Regions from separate parts of the Sus scrofa genome. Here region 1 is linked to region 2. A link is a contact called in public promoter capture Hi-C data. All regions are on one chromosome and are shown on one strand. Each heading gives the region's core, a stretch centred on a gene start, on an enhancer-like site or on the middle of the called end of the contact. The rest is flanking DNA. Distances are from core to core; before and after follow the strand shown. Region 1 holds the start of PGAP3 (post-GPI attachment to proteins factor 3). Region 2 holds the start of ORMDL3 (ORM1-like protein 3).

Region 1 (7,530 bases), core at 275-2,774, 220 kb before region 2:
TGAGTCACGGTGGGAACTCCAGGTTTACATTTGTCCTTCCTGAACATAAGATTTGCTCTCATTCACCAGGGAGGAACCCTTGCCATCTTATGCCCTACCTATGAAATAAAGCCCAAATTCTTCAGTCTGACTTTTGAAGCCCCATGTTGCCTTTCTAACTTTATTTCCCACTGCTCCTTTTCATGCACCTTGCTCCCTGAGTAAACCAAGCTGCTGGATGTGCCCATATCTGCCCAGGGCCTCCACTCTCTGTTTCCTCTGTCTGGCATGCAAAGCGGATAGTAAAGAGAACACACTTGTAGTCAAACAAGCCAGAACAGAAAACTCTGCTTTACCACTTACTAGCTGTGTGACTTTGGGCGGGGCACTAAACCTCTCTGAGTCTCCCATCTATAAAAATCAGGTTAAGAGAATCGACCTCAAAGGTTTGTTGTGAAAATTAACTGAATAAGTGCCCACTATGGCCACAGATCTAAATTTAATGTATCCATCTGGAAGCCCTTCCTTTACAGAATGTTCCAAAACAATCACTGCCCCCACATTTTCAAAGCCAGAAATGATTCCTCCCTCCCCTACATGCTCCTACTGCTTAATCGCTTAGGGCTCAAATCGTCCTCTGCAGGAATTACCATCCTGGCTCACTACTCATCCAGACTAGTATCCATGAGGACGTGGGTTAGATCCCTGCCTCGCTCAGTGTGTTAAGAATCCTGCTGTGATGAGCTGTGATGTAGACTGCAAACACTGTTCAGATCCGGCATTGCCGTGGCTGTGGTATAGGCCGGCAGCTGCAGCTCCAAGTCAACCCTAGCCTGGTAATTTCCAAATGCTGCAAGTGCGTCCCTAAAAATAAATAAATAAATAAATAAATAAAAATAAATTGTCCTCTTCCTTGTATTTGAGAAGGCTGAAGTCCCAGGTAGGGACTCAAAGTCCCTAAGGGCTGGACCCTGGTCTGATTTCAGTGTCATTCCAGGGATTTGTACCCAGGAGGTGGTAAATGCCCATTTGACTAAGTAAGAAAAAGTAAATGAAGCTCCTGGCTGATGAGGATCACCAGAGCTTCCACTCATCTTATGTTCATAATGGATTCAGGGGAGGAACGAAAACACACACTGCAGGGGTAGCAACTGGGGGCGAAGGGGCGGGGCCAAGATAAATGGGCGGGGTCTACCGCGGGGTGGGGCTTACCTGCTAGACTCATGTAGATTGGCTGGTGGGAGCGGAAGTGCTTCAGTGCGCCCCCGGAGCAGTTCCGCTCCTCGCACTGGAGCAAGCAGTCACGGTACACCGGCTCTCGGTCGCCCTGTGAACCGCTTGCTAGTGCGGCTGCTCCGGCTAGCAGCAGCAGCCGCGCCGTCCGCCAGGCCATCCCTTCACCCTGGCCCTCCGCCGGCGGAGGAACTTAAGTTCTCTCACTTCCGGGATAGCCGGAAGTGCCTTGTGTTCTTTCGCAAACTCTCCGCTGACGTCCACCCTAGTTTAAATAAAAGTTCCCGGATTTTTCTGGGCGCCTGCCCCGCCTCCTGTCTTATTCTTATCTGCATAAAACGTGCGAAAGGGTTAGGGAAGGGAGACGCCAGGTGAGTTAAGAAGCAAAATAAAGTTGTATTTTATCAACATCCGTGTTCTTTTTTCTCCGGGGTCTCTTAATTTGAACTGGGGCTGTTTTTCGGTTCCCAGCCTTATCGGATTTCCACTTCCTAATGTACCTGAAACTGTCCACTTTTCTCCTTCTCCACTGTCACCACCACCCTGTTTAAAGTCATCAGGGAGTTCCCATCGTGGCGCAGTGGTTAATGAATCCGACTAGGAACCATGAGGTTGCGGGTTCGATCCCTGCCCTTGCTCAGTGGGTTAACGATCCGGTGTTCCCGTGAGCTGTGGTGTAGGTTGCAGACGCGGCTCGGATCCCGCGTTGCTGTGGCTCTAGCATAGGCCGGTGGCTACGGCTCCGATTCGACCCCTAGCCTGGGAACCTCCATATGCCGCGGGAGCGGCCCAAGAAATAGCAAAAAGACAAAAATAAAAAAATAAATAAAAATAAAAAAATAAAGTCATCAGCATCTGTCACCGAGGCAGCTGTAGTAGCTTTTTAACACATCTCCCTGCCTCTACTTAAACCCCCTCCAGCCCATGCTCCAATTTCAAAAATTCAATTTTGATCATTTCACTTTTTCCTTCTTAAAATTCTTTCCAGGCTCTCACTTACCTCAGGATAAAATCGTAACTCCACAAGCCCTGCAGGATCTGGCTCCTGCCTACTGGTCTCCCTCACTACTCTGCCTCTGACCCACTTCAAGGGGCCATGTCTCTCAAGCTCCCTAGCTTTACCCCGTCTGTATCACTCTTAATCCCACTCCTGCTGATTTTTCTAGTCTCAAAATAAAGACTACTTCTGAGGGTGATAACACCTGGAAGGTGATATACAGTGGTCTGTTTTCCCTGGCAGAGTGAGGACCTCTGCTGTCTTGTTTTACTACTCTACTACCAGTACTAGTAGAGAATTTGGCTCAGGGTAGGCGCTCGCTAAGAACGCGGTTTTTTTGTTTGTTTTTAAGTGAATGAATAACGTAATTCGGCGTAAGAATTTGTGTGCCAAACCAAGGCTGTCAAATCACCAGAGTGATTCAGATGACGTTGAGGTAGGAGAGGGAGGTGTAGTATTTCAAGGAATATTAAGAGGAGGATCTTTGGGAATAGGAGGACGTTTGCTTTAGTATCACCCCTCCTCCCCACTCTATCCCCAGCACAAGCACACAACCCGTCTGATTGAAGCACCGACGCCTTATAGCTAGATGCATAATTAGTGTGGGTGCAGATTAATGACTGCCTTTCCTCCTGTCCACTCTCTCCACCCCTGGCCAACTTTTTCTTTTTATCTTGGGAGATGGAATGAACCGAAAGTAAAATTGGATTCTATTCATTCACACCGTTCAGCAAACGTTTCCTGAGCCTTAGGCCCTTCGCACCAAGGTAGGCAAAGCACATCTCCGGGAGGCACCATTCATATTGTATGTTCTGTGAATGGCACTCAGGGGTGCCCCATTCACATTACTTTTTCTGTGAATGGTGCCTTTTCCAGTTAAATATAACATGAATAGTGTCCCAGGGAGTTGAGCACCCAGTTGCTATAGATTGGGAAGCTGAAATGAGCAAAACAACCTCAGCCCTCCCTCCAGGAGCTGACCTGAAAAAAATTGAGTGCTAATACTACTTTGCATCTGATAGGGCAGTTCTTTTTTTTCCTTTTTCTTAAAATTTTTTTTTTTTAAATTGAAAGTATAGTTGATTTACAATGTTGTGTGATAGATCCATTTTTAAAAATAATACATTATTTTGTTTTGTCCTTACTGTAATTCTTGGATGAATCCTTTTTGAGGATCCCTATTTAAAGATGAGGAAATTTAAAATTCAAGAGGATAAAAATACTGACAAAGCAGGGATTCTCCCTTCAAGAGAACTCTGAGGTAGAAACAGGGCTTTTTTAGAACTTTAAAGTTTCCAATTTTGGAAGCCTCCTCTACATTATGTGAAACATACTAAGATGTGGCAATGACCACATTCAATAAAATTTATAAATAACTATATATAGTTGAATTGAGTTGCTGTAAATTGTACCCGGTAAACTGCTACAAATTGTTACATTTGTACACAATTAATAAAATATTTTTGTAGTTTTCTTATCATATTTTGGAGCCAACATTGAACAGTCATTCAGGTCTCAAACATTTCACAGGTTCTTGAAAACCCATGGCTACCCACCTGATGGAGAAAACAATCCTAGGTTAAAGGTAGAGAGGGCAGTGGAGACAGACATCTGTCATGCTGTCCTGGTGGGAGATGAAGTGCTGTTTCTCTGGGACATCTTGTGAGAGTTCTTCCTGCCAGAACAACCCTACACAATTACCAGGCTTCTCCATCTCCCCTCTTTTCAGCCCAGAGACCCTCCCCCTTCCTTCCCCCTGGAGCCCCCTCAGCTTAATCTGCTTCTTAACTTGCCTTTGGTTTCTCAGGTGAGGAATGGCCTGCAAAGTCATTGATTCATTCCATCAACTCAGGTGTCAGTCATTCCACTAGGGAAAAAAAAAAAAAAAGGATGAAGCAAAAATCATTCCCAGTCCAGGGAGGAGAGAGACAAAGCAAGCATTATGTGTACTGAAGGATCATAGGCGAACTGACCCTATTCTTAGAAGAACAAAAATTGGGGGATGATCTACAAGGAGGAGTCCTAGGTCATCCAATATTTATGGCAGTTTACCGCGTACAAGTCTCTGGGAACAGTGGTGAACAAGGCACCATCCTTCTCATGGTCAGAGAAAGGAGACAGGCAATTAATGAGTATCAAACACAAGTCTAGGACAATTTCACTGCTCATGTAAGAGCACATTGGTATGACCACTAGGTAGGGTAACTTAGCACTCTAAGACTGTAAAAGAAGACCCTTTAATCCAGTAATTTACATAGACCCTCTAACCAACAATTTCTCTCCTAGGTATACCTACAGGATTTCTAGGTATACCTACGGAAGTGCAAAATGGGTAAGTACAAAGCTATGTATAGAAGTATTGGTCATTATGGTCAATAGCGAAGGAAAGAAAGAAAGAAAAGAAAGGGACTAAATGTCCAGCAGAAAGGAATTAATCACACAAATTGAGGGAAATCCATGTAATTACAATAAAATGCTGACGATAAATTAATAAGGATGGGGCAGAGGTTCCCAGGGTGGCACAGCAGGTTAAAGACCCAGTGTTGTCTCTGCTGTCTTTGTGGCGGCTCAATTTTGATTCCTGGCCTGGCACAGTGGGTTAAGGATCTGGTATTGCCACAGCTCTGCCATAGTTTGCAGCTGCAGCTCAGATTTTATCCCCTAGCTTGGGAACTTTCATATACTGTGGGTACAGCCATTAAAAAAAAGAAAGAAAGAAAAAAGGGGAGTTCCCATCATGGTGCAGGAGAAACAAATCTGACTAGGAACCATTAGGTTGCAGGTTAAATCCCTGGCCTTGCTCAGTGGGTTAAGGATCCAGCGTTGCCGTGAGCTGTGGTGTAGGTCACAGACAAGGCTCGGATCTGGTGTTACTGTGGCTGTGGTGTAGGCCGGCAGCTGTAGCTGTGATTCTATCCCTAGCCTGAGAACCTCCATATGCCGAGGGTGTGGCCCTGAAAAAGAAAAAAAAAAAAAAAGGAATGGGGCAGATTTATAATGTACTAACTAACATAAAAAAACTTTCATGGTATTTTTGCTACTTATAAAAGGCAAGATATGGAACCGTGTATGTGTGTGTGTGTGTATACGCATTACCTTGTATGAGGAAAAAAATGAGGGTATATATTATGTTTGCTATTTTAGAGACTATGTAGAAAGATACAAGAAAGTAGAAATACTTGTTCCCTCCGGGGAGAAGTGGAACTGTGTGTCTAGGTGACAGGGAAGTAAAGGACACATTTTATTCTTGTACTTTAAAAAATGTGTGCCATTTGCATATGTCATCAGTCAAAAAAAAAAGGAAAAATGTTAAGTCAACTTCATGTGGTCAAAAGTGTTGAGTTATATAACTGAATAACCTCAGTGAGGGAGGGCGGATAAGAGGATAAGGGAGTGGGGAGGGAGGGGGAGGCTACTTTGGACTGGGCAGTCAGAGGCCTTTTTCAAAAAGTGACATTTGAGAAGTGGTGCAGCAGAAACGTATCCAACTGGGAACCGTGAGGTTTCGGGTTCAATCCCAGGCCTTGCTCAGTGGGTTAAGGATCCAGAATTGCCAAGAGCTGTGGTGTAGGTCACAGACGGGGCTCAGATCCGGCATTGCTGGGGCTATGGTGTAGGCCGGCAGCTGTAACTCTGATTTGACCCCTAGCCTGGGAACTTCCATATGCCTCCAGTGTGGCCCTAAAGAGCGGGGTGGGGGTGGGGAGTGACATTTGAGCTGAAACCCGCATGACCAGCTAACACCTGGGGGCAGATTGTTCTAGGTTGAGGGAACAGCCAGTGCAAAGGCCCTAAGGCAGGAACAAGCTTGGCATCTTTGAAAAACAGAGAAGAAGCCTGAGTGGCTGGAAGGCTGTGAGACTAAAGACCAGGTTCTAGCTAGTCTCAGGTCACAGTGAAGAGTTTAGACAGCAGGAAGCCATTGTGCGGTGTTTTAGCACTGAAGCAAATGAAATGATCTGATTTAAGTTTAAGGAATTTACTTTGGAGTTCCCACTGTGGCACAGTGGGTTAAGGGCCCAGCGTTATCACTGCTGTGGCTCAGGTCATTGCTATGGCTTAGGTTTGATTCCTGGCCTGGGGAACTTCTGCATGTTGCAGGCACAACCAAAAAGAAAAACAACAGGGAGTTCCCTTCGTGGCTTAGCGGTTAATGAATCCGACTAGTATCCATAAGGATGTGGGTTCCGTCCCTGGCCTCATTCAGTGGGTCGGGGATCCTGCGTTGTTGTGAGTGGTGGTGTGGGTCTCAGATGCAGCTCAGATCTGGCATTGTTGTGACTGTGGTGCAGGCCGGCAGCTGTAGCTCTGATTCGACCCCTAGCCTGGGAGCTTCCATATGCCGCCAATGCAGCCCTAAAAAAATAAATAAATAAAAATAAGAGACCACCTTTATGAGGGACAGATTTCCTTTCTTCCGTCCTTTTTTCTTTTTTTTTTTTTTTTTTAAGGCAAGAAATAGATTTATTAGGATAGGACACTTGTGGGAATACAACTGGGCAGGCTCAGCCATGAGGGAAAGATTTTCTTTCTTTCTTTTTTAGGGCCGCACCTACAGCAGATGGAGGTTCCCAGGCTAGGGGTCTAATCGGAGCTGTAGCCGCTGGCCTATGTCACAGCCACAGCATCGCCAGAGCCTTAACCCACGGAGCAAGGCCAGGGATCAAACTGGCAACCTCGTGGTTCCTAGTCTGAGTCGTTAACCGCTGAGCCACCACGGGGGAACTCCGGGACAGATTTTCTTATCAGAAGCTTGCAGTTCACTCTCCTGTGGCCCCAGGGAGGCCTTGTGCCTACTTTCAGGGGACTCCTTCCAATTACCTAATTCCTGCAGACACTCCCCCAGAGAACCAGACTAGAGGTCCCCTAGGGTAGGCCCCAGTTTCTGGTCTGGACCTCGGACTGTGGACTGTCTCCTCCCTTTTTCTGTTTGTTTTCAGTCCTCTGACCCCAGATTGGCTGGTGAGGTAGGCAGAGGGGAGGAGCCTCTGATGCCAACACACACACACACACACACACACACACACACACACACAGAGCCTCCTGTGCCCCTCAGTCTCGGGGGCTGGTCAATGATTGACTGGCATTTCACAGGCCGCTGGTTCCAGCCCCAAGCCTGTTGACCCTTAGAGGTCATCTCTCTATGCTGGAGCCCCTTCCTGCCTCTTCAGGGCCAGTGGTCACCTCCACGGCCCACTGACCAGGTACCTGCTGCCCAGAGATCTCTGCAGGTGGATCTCCCGCAGCGCCCTCTGCCCCTGGGTTAGCGGCCCTCCATCCTGCTGTCACCCCTTTCTTTCCTCTGCGGTCCTTCTCGCTCT
Region 2 (6,663 bases), core at 1,761-4,260:
TGCTGGACCCATCTCGCCGCGGAGGGTCCAATGTGGGACACTGCCACCTCTGAGGCCCCCAGCCTCCCCATGAGCAGGAATCAAAGGAGGGGAGAGCAGGGAGTGATAGATGAAATATTTGGGGATCACGACTTCTGCCCATCTTCCCTAACGCTCCTATCCTGGGTCTCCCCCCGTCATGACCCAGCAGGACTGGTGGGTAGAAAGAAAGAGAAAAAGAGAAAACAGACTAGAGACAACCTTTGCCTAGACCTGGAAGCCGTCTTCTTGGTCATATGAAAACAACCCGTCCAGATGTTTTACCCATTTGGCAGCCACTCAGCTAACCCTCGTGATGACACCCACTTGGCTGCCACACCAGCAGGGCGCTTTTCTCCACCAGAGGAGACGCAAGGAGGGAGAACGCGGCCAATGGCTCCAGCTCCCACGGGTGGCTGGGGCCCACGTCAACACAGCTCTCCCAGGGACACAAAACCACACCTGTGGCCTCGCTCCTACCCCCTTTCCTCACTGCCCACCCGTCCTCGCCTTGGCCTCCTTGCCCAGCACCTGTTTCCAGGTGTGAGTTAGCACCATGCCTTCCCCTGCCCAGCTCCAAGGGCAGAAGCCCTGCAGCAGGAGGAATCAGGAGGGCTGCCCCTGATGCCCAGGAAACAATGCAGCCCAGCTGCATTCCTGGATGCAGGTAAGAAGGGGAACGAGCAGCCCCTTGTCCAGAGCTCAGCTGTCCCCGGATCCCTGTGACCAGCAGGAGGTTTGAACAGGTGGCACGTTTGTACTGGCTCACCTCCCTAGCTGAGGGAAGATCCTACCTGATAAAGACCCTAAGGTCACTGCCATGGTAACAGCCTCATCTTTCCTGGGGATACAGATGGGGGGATCCTGGAAGCACCCAGAAGGCCACCCCCCTCACCCTGCTGCAACCAACAGACCCACCCGCAGGCTCAGCTGCCCTCAATCTCTGGCTGGGATCAAAGAGCCTGCATGGGAGCTGGAATTCTCAAGGATCGGTTCCCTACTTCCGGGATAATGGGAACGATGTTCTCTTCTTAGGCGGCTCCAAACTTAGAGACCCCAGGGGAAACATGACCCACAACACACCTTGCCAGCATACAAACAGACAAACGACAGCTAGGACACACCCTAGCAGCAGTGATGCTCCTGCGGCCCATCAGCTCAACCCATTAAGCTGGATAATTGGGCCTCACAGAAACCCAAGGAACTAGAAAACCAGGACTGGCTCGGTTGTTTACCTCCCCAGGGCTTAGGGCTTCAGTTACCCTAACACAGCTCTTGGGACACCTACCATGCAAATGCTTCCACCAGGTGGAATGTTGGGGGGGGGAAGAGGGGGAAACTCGCTAAGAAGTAAGGGCTCTGAGGACTTAACTACTGACTAAGGAGAGAGAAAGAGTTCCCTGAGTCTGACCAGAAACCGCTGCCCTCCCCCACTTCTCCCTAACCTTGACCTACAAGGCTGTTAAAGTAGCGAGCAAGACCTCTAGCCCTCCCTGGTATTTTGCCCAGGAGCGCCAAGAGCCTTGCTGAGTCCCAGATCATCCCATACTCCTTCCTGGCTGTAACAGGGCATCCAACAAAGCCTGATGACTCTAGGAAGGACTCAGACCTATGACTTAACCGATTCCCAGGGAAGCTTCTTTCTGCAGCCTGAAACACTAGATGCCCTGAAAGCAGAATACCCCAGGAGACGCCCCCCCCCACCCCCAACAGACAGATGAGGTCAATAAACTAAGAAAATGACAGGCAGCAAGAAGCACTCTTGAGGCTTCTGTGTGACTAAGGCTACATATCACTTCCATTAGTGAAATAACCAACTTCCCCCAGCCCAGACGGGAGAAGTGGGGAGAAGCTGGCAAAGACAGAAAAGTGTACATACAGCAGCTGAGGCTGAAAAGTTCTACTGCCATAGCTGGCAGGTGGCTGTTCGCGTCAGTCCCTGATGTGGTTTCATAACCTGCCTCAAACCAGAGCCTGCAGCAACTCTGTTCTGTTAACCACTTTCTCGCTGGTAGTTCTTTCCTACTCCTTCCCTCTCTTCCCCTCTTGCTCTGAACACAAATATCCCTGCCCAGCCTGTCAGACACCTAAGCCAAGGCCACAGTGCCAGCAGCCAGGTGAGCACTTTCGAGTCTCTCCCCCAAGTCAGGGCAGCAAATCTTTCTCTGGGTGAGGAGCACAAAGCATCCAAGCCTGCAACCTGGACCCCAGCGGGGAGTCCCTGGCAGCACGCCAGAATGCCATTCTCATTCTGCCCACCCCCTAACCCGGAGGGCTACCGTCGCTCGCTTACCTCTCAGCTCTGGCCCTGCCTCCGGGACTCTGGGGGGCAGTGGGAACGGAAAGATGTCGAGTACAGCAGCGAACCCCTAACTAGCAAGGGGAGAGGGCGAAGCGAGGAGGCGGAGTCCTTACTATTGTTGGGGTTTTTCTGAGTGAGACTGCAAGCCGAAATGGGGGGCCTCCGCTCCGTTCCCCAGCCTGGGACCTCTCACTCGGAGCCTGGCCCGGCCTGGAGCCCCACCCCCCGCGTTCACCCAGCCCTGGAAGCTGCCAAACCTTTATCCCCAAAGCCCAGCTGCTCCCCGCCCCCCACCCCCAGCCCGAGCGCTCCTCCTCGACGCTCCATCCCCGGCCTCCAGTCCCCACTTGCCCTTTTCCCCATCCCTTCGAGTGATGCACCCTTCTCGGCTGATGCACCCCCTCAACCTCCGCTCAGCCAGTCCGGGACCCCTCCAGTCCCAGACGCCTCCTTAACAGCCCCCACCTTCTTTCCCGTCCCGCCTGCTAGCCCCCGGAGGCTCCCGGTTAAGCCACTTGGAGGCCGCTCCTCCGGACTCACCGTGCGGGGCCGGACGTCGAGGGCCCGGGAGGGGTGCCCGGGGGCGGGGGCCGCTGCTGCTCCAGCAGCTGTAATAACCCGCGGCGGCAGCCACCCCGCTGGCAGCTCGGGCCGAATCAGCGCCCGGCGCCGGCCCCCATTACGTCACCGCTCAGCGCCTGCCCGCCCGACGCCTCCTGGGAGTTGTAGTTTTTCTCCCCTGCTCCAGCCCAGGCCGCTGGGGCCGCACGGAGGTTTTTAATAGTACGTGCGCGTCACAAAGTTCAGATGGTATCGCCTTGGCGCATAACAATTCCTGCCTTGGCATCCGCGCTCCTGTGGAAATCACTCTTGCCGGGTTTTGCAGATGAAGAAACTTGGAGTTTTAAGTAACTTGCCATAGGTCCCTGCTCGCCCCCAAGCTGGACCCGAACCCAGAAATTCTGACCCCAAGTCAGATATTTTCAATTCCACCTCTCTGCCTCTGCCCTGGCCCTCCGTCAAACGACTAGCCTAGCTGTTTGCCTTGCTGGGCCCTCCTGGAAGCGGGTTTTTTCACGATGTTTTTTAGGATAAGAGTCTGGCGGGTAGAGAACGCAGTCTGTGGGCAGACTGTCTCCTGCTCAGTTGCCTCTGACCCGGGCTGGCCTGGGACCGGCCACATCCTGGGCTTCACCACATTAGATGTGGGAAGAGGACATGTGACTTGGGAAGACTCCCTGCTGAATAACTACAACCCTGAGTCCCAGTCCCAAGTCAGCTGTGTGGTTTGGGGTGGGAGGGTCTCTAGTCTGTAGTTTTCACATCTGCAGGCTCTAAAGGCTAAAGCACAGGTTTCTCCTGGCACAGATTTACCAGGTAGACTTATCAGGCACTCCTCACCACCTGCATAACCCTAGGCCAATAACATCTCTTAATCTCTGATTCCACACCTGTGTAAACCTACCTCTGAGGTTGTGCAAATTCAAAAGAATGTATCTCAACAGAGTTCCTGTTGTGGCTCAGCGGCAACAAACCCAACTAGTATCCACGAGGACATGGGTTCGATCCCTGGCCTCGCTCAGTGGGTTAAGGATCCGGCATTGTGGTGAGCTGTGGTGTAGGCCGCAGACACGGCTTGGATCCCACGTTGCTGTGGTTCTGATGTAGGCCGGGCGGCTACGGCTCCTATTATACCCTGAGCCTGGGAACCTCCATATGCCCAGGGAGTGGCCCTAGAAAAGACCAAAAAAAAAAAAAAAAAAAGTCTTTCCCCCCTCCCCGAAGTGAGCCTGCTTAACTCCTTCACCTTTTCTCTGGGATTCTTCCAGCCTCTCTGAAGTTGATCAGGGCTCTGCTCTTTGCCAGTTTCCTTACTCTCTGTGAAGTTCAGTAACCCAGACTGGATCCACCTCACAAACAAGGGCCGACAAACACATAGTCTAACAGAAAGATTGCTGGATGTGCTGTGCGCTATTAACAGCTTTTGTTATCAGGTCAGTTTTTTTTGTTTGTTTGTTTGTTTGTTTGTTTTTTCACAATGGGAATGAACAGAGTAAATGACTCACACACTACATTCATGGTAAATAGTGGATCACTTTCTGCTTAATTTAGCCTGAGTCTCTGTCATCATCTTTCTTCTCTAGCTCTCTGCCCTCATAATTACTACATCTTCACCAAACATCCTTCAGCCTTTTTTTTTTTTTTTTTTTTTTTGGTCTTTTTAGGGCCACACCCAAGGCACATAGAGGTTCCCAGGCTAGGGGTCGAATCAGAGCTGTAGCCACCGGCCTATGCCACAGCCACAGCAACAGAGGATCCGAGCTGCGTCTGTGATCTACACCATAGCTCATGGCAACGCTGGATCCTTAACCCACTGATCGAGGCCAGGGATCGAATCCTAGTCCTCATGGGTGCCAGTTGGATTTGTTACTGCTGAGCCACAGTGGGAACTCCCCAGGCGCTTGTTAAGTGCTTCACTGCCTTGTTAGTTAATTTCCACAAGCACAGGAAGTAGGTACTGCTCCTATTCTCCTATGGGGAGGAAACAGATTTAGAGGTTTAGGGACTTATTCAAGGTCATTTGGTAAGAAGGTGGCAGAGTGGGTTCCGACCACAATGACTCCTGGTGAGAAGGGTATTGTCTGGGGAGCCACAGCTGGAAGACGTCCTCAGAAGGGGCGGCGATCACGGAGGGGAGCCCAGGACAGGGCGCCCCAGGCAGGGTTTCCGAGAGGTCTTGGGTCAGCCTCAGTGTGATGTTTACCCTTCTCTTTCTAGACCATAAGGCTCCGTTCCGAGTTACAGACAACGTGGATTCAAAGGGAGGTTTGACAGTGAAATTACCTGAAAACATGATGTTTGAAGTGGCCACCTACAGGTCCAGGAAGCACAGCGTCGAGGTCTTGGGGACCCGGATACCCAGGCAACTCCTGGCTGCCCTTGAGAACACGTGAGGCTGGATGTGGGCAGCAGTGGGGAAGGAGGGAAGGAGAAGCCCATTTGAGGCCCCAAGGGCATCTGAGGTGGGGGGACCCCGGCTGGTGCAGCCTCTTGCTCCCTACACCCAGCACTTCCCCAGCCCATTCCTTTCACCCAAGCATGTCCTCCTCGCTCCAACTCGGGCCTCTTTTTGAAGCTTTTGTTTGTTTGTTTGTTTTGTTTTGTTTTTAGGGCAGCACCTGTGGCATATAGAGGTTCCCAAGCTAGGGGTTGAATTGGAGCTATAGCCGCCAGCCTACCCCACAGCCACAGCAACTCCGGGTCTGAGCTGCATCTGCAACCTACACCACAGCTCACAGCAGCACTGGATCCTTAACCCACTGAGCAAGGCCAGGGATTGAACCCCCATCCTCATGGATGCTAGTCGGGTTTATTAACCACTGAGCCACGATGGGAACTCCAAACATCCTTCAGCCTTGAATTGGCCTAAGAATTGTTCAGAATGAGTAGGTACTCACTGACAGTGCTCTTATGTGGTGTGGGGACTGCATAACCCCTTGGACAAACAACTGTAACTGTGTGCCAAGAGGCTGAAAAATCGTTCAGGCCTCAGAGCCGTGATTACATTTCTGGTAGCATGTTCTGAGGAAGTACAGCCTATATATTGAGGGTGACGTTCCAACATCATTTATAGCAATGGAAACCCGAAAGCCACCTAAATACCCCAGAAAAAAACATTACAGTACTATCCATTGGATGGCAAAATGGGAAGCCACATAGTAAATGATTATGAGTACCATGCGGCAGTATGGGAAAATGTTTTCTAGGTTATATGAAAAGATCAGGGAGTTCCCATCGTGGCGCAGTGGTTAATGAATCCGACTAGGAACCATGAGGTTGCGGGTTCAATCCCTGGCCTTGCTCAGTGGGTTAAGGATCCGGCGTTGCCATGAGCTGTGGTGTTGGTTGCAGATGCCGCTCAGATCCCGAGTTGCTGTGGCTCTGGCGTAGGCCGGTGGCTACAGCTCCGATTGGACCCCTAGCCTGGGAACCTCCATATGCCGCGGGAGTGGCCCAAGATATGGCAAAAAGACAAAAAAAAAAAAAAAAAAGAAAGAAAGAAAGAAAGAAAAGAAAAGAAAGAAAAAGTCAGGATGTAAAATCTCATGAGCATTCCCCAGGGATGCAGTCAACCAAACAAACACCCCATTCCCTTAACAAATAAATTGGAGAAGCCTTCCTGTTGTGGCTCAGCGATTAACGAACCCGACTAGAATCCATGAGGACATGGGTTCAACCCCTCACCTCGATCAGTGGGTTAAGGATCCGGCGTTGCTGTGAGCTGTGGTGGAGGTTGCAGACACGGCTCAGATCCCACGTTGCTGTGGCTCTGGCGTAGGCCG

What was found. Promoter capture Hi-C pulls out the DNA fragments that hold promoters and counts their contacts.
Region 1: a promoter capture Hi-C map of liver shows a contact between it and region 2, with 3 times the contacts expected there. The contact joins the promoter of PGAP3 here to the promoter of ORMDL3 in region 2. A contact is called at or near these places in 1 of 5 promoter capture datasets (liver), 1 of 47 Hi-C or Micro-C datasets (liver) and 1 of 2 datasets of contacts at active chromatin or transcription factors (alveolar macrophages).

Annotation. Positions count from the first base shown.
Region 1 is chr12:22,624,413-22,631,942 of Sscrofa11.1, reverse strand. PGAP3 (post-GPI attachment to proteins factor 3) reads right to left here and starts at 1,524. Exons shown (of 7, transcript XM_013979725.2): 1 at 1,192-1,524. The coding sequence starts at 1,372.
Region 2 is chr12:22,407,477-22,414,139 of Sscrofa11.1, reverse strand. It overlaps ORMDL3 (ORM1-like protein 3), which reads right to left and starts at 3,010. Exons shown (of 4, transcript XM_003131498.6): 1 at 2,861-3,010. LRRC3C (leucine-rich repeat-containing protein 3C) reads left to right here and starts at 4,758. Exons shown (of 2, transcript XM_013979562.2): 1 at 4,758-5,270. The coding sequence starts at 5,077.